Regions from separate parts of the Bos taurus genome. Here region 2 is linked to region 1. Evidence: chromatin contacts called from public Hi-C data. All regions are on one chromosome and are shown on one strand. Each heading gives the region's core, a stretch centred on a gene start, on an enhancer-like site or on the middle of the called end of the contact. The rest is flanking DNA. Distances are from core to core; before and after follow the strand shown. Region 1 overlaps EFHD2 (EF-hand domain family member D2). Region 2 overlaps FHAD1 (forkhead associated phosphopeptide binding domain 1).

What was found. A called contact is a pair of places that touch in the nucleus more often than the background predicts.
Region 2: a Hi-C map of an unstated tissue shows a contact between it and region 1, with 2.7 times the contacts expected there. The contact joins two enhancer-like sites. A contact is called at or near these places in 2 of 11 Hi-C or Micro-C datasets (skeletal muscle and an unstated tissue).

What each region holds. Positions count from the first base shown.
Region 1 is chr16:52,066,333-52,069,265 of ARS-UCD2.0, reverse strand. All of the region lies in intron 1 of EFHD2 (EF-hand domain family member D2), which reads left to right. Among named protein-coding and RNA genes, the nearest start is that of EFHD2, 7.5 kb to the left of the region's middle. Within about 2 kb of position 1,460, at least 66 of the 102 cell types and tissues checked have an H3K27ac peak or open chromatin away from gene starts, as enhancers often do.
Region 2 is chr16:52,134,826-52,137,758 of ARS-UCD2.0, reverse strand. FHAD1 (forkhead associated phosphopeptide binding domain 1) reads left to right here. Exons shown (of 32, transcript XM_024976838.2): 15 at 774-844; 16 at 2,408-2,560. Among named protein-coding and RNA genes, the nearest start is that of EFHD2, 61 kb to the right of the region's middle. Within about 2 kb of position 1,453, at least 23 of the 102 cell types and tissues checked have an H3K27ac peak or open chromatin away from gene starts, as enhancers often do.

The DNA.
Region 1 (2,933 bases), core at 211-2,710:
AATGGAGCCACCAGGCCCATGAGGCCCGGTGTATTATTTCAGGAACTGAATTGAATCCTCAGACCAGCCCAGTGAGGTGGGTGCTGTCATTCTCCCCATTTGCCAGATGAGAAAAGCAAGGCCCAAGCTTATAATAAGTGGCCAGGGCAGGATTAGAACCAGGTCTGCCTACAGGGAGCTCCCAAGGCCAAATGAGGGCGGTGTTTGTGGCTGGGGGACGGGGCAGGGCGGGGGGGGGGGTGGTGGTGCAACCCTCTGGGGGTTCAGAGGTTGGGTCCTGCACCTACAGCAGCCGGGAGCCTGGCTTTCTGGGGAGGGAGGATTTTCTGGCCTCGGGCCTGTCCTCTGCTCTTCTACTTCCCTTGTGATTCTGAGTCACCTCTCCTCTCCCAACCCCCGGGGACTTTCGGTTCCCTTTTGGTTTGCGCCTTCCTGCCTTCTGTCTGTGCCTCTGGGTTCAGGGCCTAGCTTCAGCTCTAGGAGACCAGACCTTGCAAAGCCAACCCCACGCCCTCCAGCAGCTGAGGTCCCTCTGTCTGCCCAGCAGTCTTCTCCTTGGCTGATTTCCGCTTTTTTAGGACTCTAGAGAAGGATTCTAGGCCAGAAAGGTGCAGCCAGACAGAGCCAGGCCTGGGGACTCCTGAGCTGTGTGGAGAGAGAGGACCTCTGGGGCTGCTCCATTCCAGGAACTTTACCTCTTGTTTAATTCTTTCTCAACATCCTGTAAGATGGTCATCACCCATTTCACAGATAAGAAGACTGAGTCTCAGGTTTCTATGACTGAGGAGCAGACAGGATTTAAATTTGATCCTTCTGACTCCAAGTCTTTTGCTCCCATGGGACCCTATTGGGAGCATCTCCTCATCAGCTTGTTAGAAATCCAGATGCTCAGGCTCCACCCCAGGCCTACTGGATCAGAGTCTGCATTTTAGTAAGACTCACCAGGTATGCACTTTAAGGTTTAAGAAGCACTGGGCCACCCCATAGCCGTCTCCCTGCCCCGTTCCTGAGTCTAGGGAGTGAGACAATAACAAGAGGGAAGATTAAGTTAAGTAATAAACACTGGATTATATTAGACATTCGGTATATGTCCTTTGCAATCACTGTTATAATAATAATTATTATTAGGAGCAGGCTGTGGGGAGACCCACTGCTATTGCTACCAGTGGAGGGAGCTGCCCTCCCAGGGTGGGGCTCAGTGAGAGATGCTTAAACCCGAGTTTAGGGTGTCCTGAGCCCTGACAGCCCCCAGCAGGTTGCCATCAGCCAAGACGGGGCACCCACTTGATCCGTGGACTCCCTGGGAAGCCATAGGGGAAGCATCAGCCCCACCCTGGCCACACATTCACCCATACACGCTCACACACCCTCTTCTTCGCTGACACAGGGCAACAGATCGAGTGTCAGACTCTAAAGATAGGGCTGGAGGAAGTGGTGAGTGACTGGGCTTTCCCCGCCCGAGTCAGGCAGTCTGGAGGTGGGGGAGTGTAGGAACGGATGGGCACTACCGAACTGTCATCACCGAGCCTGTGGGTGTCTACCTGTACCAGGAGGCGTGCCGGGCCAATCCAACTGTGACAAGTAGCAAGGCCAGAATTTCCCTGGTGTCTAGAACTTTCCTACCTTCCCATTTCAGGACAAAGAGTACAGGCCTTGGAGCCACTGAGGCCTCCCCAGACAGGATGGGGGAAGACCAGGTCTGTGAATACTGGGGCCAAAGTCAGGTGGGCCTGGGGGCTCAGTGGTCCCTAAACACCACTCTCTCCAGCTGTCTGTCCTCCTGGCAACCCCCATGGGCAGAGAGACCACCAGCAAAGGCCTGGGATGGGATGGGAACCAGAAGGGAGAGAATTGGGGTCCCCTATGCTCCCAAACCATTGCCCCTCTCCCCCTGTGCAGTGACTCTGATGGCTCCTCACTCTGCCATCAGACTGTACAGCACAGCTGGCCAATGGGGAGGGTCATATTAGAAAGAGCAACTTTCTAATAGAGAGTTACAAAGCCAAAATGGGCTGTTTTAGTGAAGCAGTGAGCTTCCCGTCCTCAGAGGTATTCAAGCAGGAAAGCTGCATTAGGGGATCTGACCCTCACGAGTGCTCAATGAGGTGGCCTCCAGTATCCCTCCCAACATGAGTTTCTTTGTTACAGGGTCTGTAGGCATCAGAACACAGCATAGTAGTTAAAAGCACATGTTTTTCCTCAGGCCAGGGTTCTGATAGTTAGGTATGTCCTTGTTAGCTATGATCTTGGCCAAGTCACTTCCTCCCTGAGCCTCAGTCTACTCGTCTGTAGTATGGAGATGTTTATGCCTGCTTCACCAAGTTCTTTGAAGGAAATGGCAACCCACTCCAGTGGAGAATCCCAGGGACGGCAGAGCCTGGTGGGCTGCCGTCTATGGGGTCACACAGAGTCAGATATGACTGAAGTGACTTAGCAGCAGCAGCACCAAGTTCTTGAGAGGATCTGACACAAAGCACTTGGGGTAGTGCCTGCCACATAGCACGTGCTCAGCCAAGAGGAGCCACTAATGATAATATTGTTATGAAATAGGGGCAGGCCCTGCACACTGTCAGGGCCGGCTGCTGCTCAGCCCCAGAACTCCGGGTTATCAGAACCAGGAGAGGAGGAGCAATCGCCAAGGGGGCCCTGCAGCCCAAAGGGGCAAAGTCTGCCCGGGTGGTGGCCGCTGCTCCACTTTCAAGGACAGATGGGAGGGGATTTTGTCACCAGCATCCGGGGCGGCAGCAGCTGAGCCCTCCCTGTTGAGAACTGTTCAGGGGGAGGGGAGTAGGAATGTGGGCACAGTGCCAGATGCAGCAGCCTCGTCCAGTGCTGGAGAAAAGTGCTGAGCTCCCAGCCCAGGAGCTTTGTTGTCAGTCCCGCCGGATGGAATTGGTCCTCCCAGGCAGGTCCCAAGCCTCTGCTCTCGGCCC
Region 2 (2,933 bases), core at 204-2,703, 68 kb before region 1:
CAACCCATATTTAGAAAAATAAACCCCATAGTTAAAAAATATCTATCAAATGTTCTTCATACCCAGAACATAATAAAGCTTTGACACCCAGAATGAAAAGCCTCTCTGTTTCTGTACCAGACCAGATTGGTCTACCCATCAGCCTGTAATCAAGTCCCTCTGAATGTCACCATCAACTCACTGTGATGTCGTTAAGAAACCACATGCTAATATCCTTTTATTCTTGCGGGCACCATTCATCCACATCGTCCATCCTGAAATGTCCTCCCCTCCAACTCTGAACATATGCCAGTGCCCACGCCCAGTGGATCCTCAGCTGAGCGGTGATCACTCGGGGTAAACAATAGCTCTTCTTCTGGGACCCTCACACTTCCCCACTCCTTCAGCGGTCACTTCCACACCACCTGGGGTCACTGCCTGTTTCCTGTCAGACACTTAGACCTGTTCTCAGACTGAACCTGAGTCCCTTGAGGAATGGCTTCATGCCATCCCCCAAGCTCAGCTCACAGTTTTGTGCACAGTGGACACTTAGTCAACAAGGGTTCTGTGGATGGTTTTTATTGTCTACCTCCAAAAAGAAAGTTGGATTTGAGCCCAACTGAAGCTGATCAGCCATTTAAAAAAACACAAGATGGATGGCAACTTGTGTTATCTTGATGGGAGGGTAGCGTTGCCCTCATCCTCCTGTCAGCAAGCCCTGTGAAGACATTATTCAGAAAACAAAGAAAGTGAATTGACTTGATACTTACCTTCTTCTTGCTTCTCTTCTTAAGGATTGTCTTTGTATCTGAAATACCTTCTGGAACATTATAAAAAAATTACAAGCCGGACCCAGGAACTTCAGGTAATCTTTGAGCTCCAAAAGTTCATTTCAGCTCCTCCTTAAAATTTTCATGGCACTGGGCATCTTAACTCCGTTGTTCCTCTATGAGGTAGTCAGTGCACATTCTCCAAAAGGTGATATGATATCTCCAGTTTCACTCCAAATGATTCAGATGGGGTAGCTGAGATCTCCCAGGAGGGCAAGGAGACTTGTTTTCCTCTGTCCAAACCCAGACAATTTTAAATGACATTAGATCTTAAAATTTGTGTTTATTAAATGCAGTGGAAGAAGTACAGCTAGCCACAGTACAGAGAGCAGACATACCAAAAGTTACACAATGTCAACATTTTAGAGGCAAAATAACCCTTAGGGATTGTATTGCTCTGACAACTATTGCCATATTAATACTGCATAATAAACAATAGCAGTATTCCACAATTACTGTCCGCTGCTCACATGTCCGGGCCCAGCTGGGGGGTGAATCCTTTGGCCTTGGATGGACTTACTCACAGTCCTGGGTGTTGGCTGGCTCTTGACTGATCTAGGCTGGCCTCAGCTGGAGCAGCTGTGCTCTGTTGCACATGGCTCTGATCCTCCAGCAGGCTGGCCTGAGCATGTTCTCACGGCACTAGCAGAGGAAGCAGAGATCAGGAAGAGGAACCAGGCCCTTATGTTATGTCTGCCAACATCCCACTGGCCAGAGCAAGTCACATGACTGAGTTCAGCTTCGGGGGCAGGATATCGGCAGGCACTACAAGTTACATAACCCAAGGTATGAATAGAGGAAGGGTGAAATTGGGGGAGCACCGCAGCAGTCAGCCACAAAGACCATCAATTCCAGGGGTAAGAAAAGTTTTCTGTAAAGGGCCGGTAAATATTTCAGGACATATCATCTCTGTCACACCTATCTGACTCTGCTACTCTAGAGCAAAGACAACCATAGACAATTGCATAAATGAATGGGTGTGGCAAGCATGCTGTGTTCCAATAAAACTTTATTTATAAAAATAGACAGTGGTCCAGATGTGGCCTGCAGACAATAGTTTGCCAAGCCCTGATCTAGTCCATTCTCCTTATTTTACAGATAGGGACAATGACGTTCAGAGGCTTAGGTGACTATCTCAATGTCACACAGCTAGTTGGTGGAAGAATCAAGACAAAAGTTCAGGCCTTCTGGCCCTAGCTCACTGCTTTTCCTCTTACACTCAGCAAATAATAACGAATGAGCCTAACTACCATTTACTAAGCACCTACTACGTGCTAAGCACTGTGATAAAAGCTTTCCAACATTATCTCGTTCAGTCCTGATAACACTAAGAAGTATATATTCATATTAACCTCATCTTTTAAATGAAAAGGCATATAGAAAGAACTATGGCTGAGAGTCTGTCTAGATCTAGAGTCTGAACTCTTATCTATGATGCTCTGCTGCTTCCCTACTGGTTACTAGGTTAAGCATAGTTTTTCTGCATTTTTCAGAAAGTTTTGGGAACTTTTGTCCCTCCCGCAAAAGTAGTAGAAATGACTCCTGCATTAGTCCCGAACAGGACTAATCAGCCACAATCTCCCTTCCTCTCCCTTCAGATCAAGATCAGCAGTTCTCAGGAAACTCAGCAGTCTCTGATGCAAGAGAAGTTGCGGGAGCACCTGGCAGAGAAGGAGAAGCTGAGCGAGGAAAGGCTCCAGCAGGAGGAGAAGCTGAAAGCCCGAGTCCAGTGCCTGATGGAAGAGAAGGCGGTAAGGAGGCCCCTTCCTTCCCTTTCATGCTGGAAGGATGAGATGACCTTCCCCATAAAAAACTGAGGGCGCACATTTAGAGCAGAAACTTCAGCAGCAATCTTGATGGATGCCATGGAATTAAATTAATTTAAGAGGGTGAATGGAGACTTCTCCGGTAGTTCAGTGGCTAAGATCCCACACTCTCAATGCAGAGGGCCTGGGTTCGATCCCTGGTCAGGGAACCACATCCGGCAAGCCCCAACTGAAGATCCTACGGACCACAATGAAGCTCGAAGATCCTACTTGCTGCAACTTAAGACCCAGTGCACCTAAATAAATAGACATGTTTTTTAAAAAATAAATAAAAAGGGTGAATAATGTTGGAGGAATT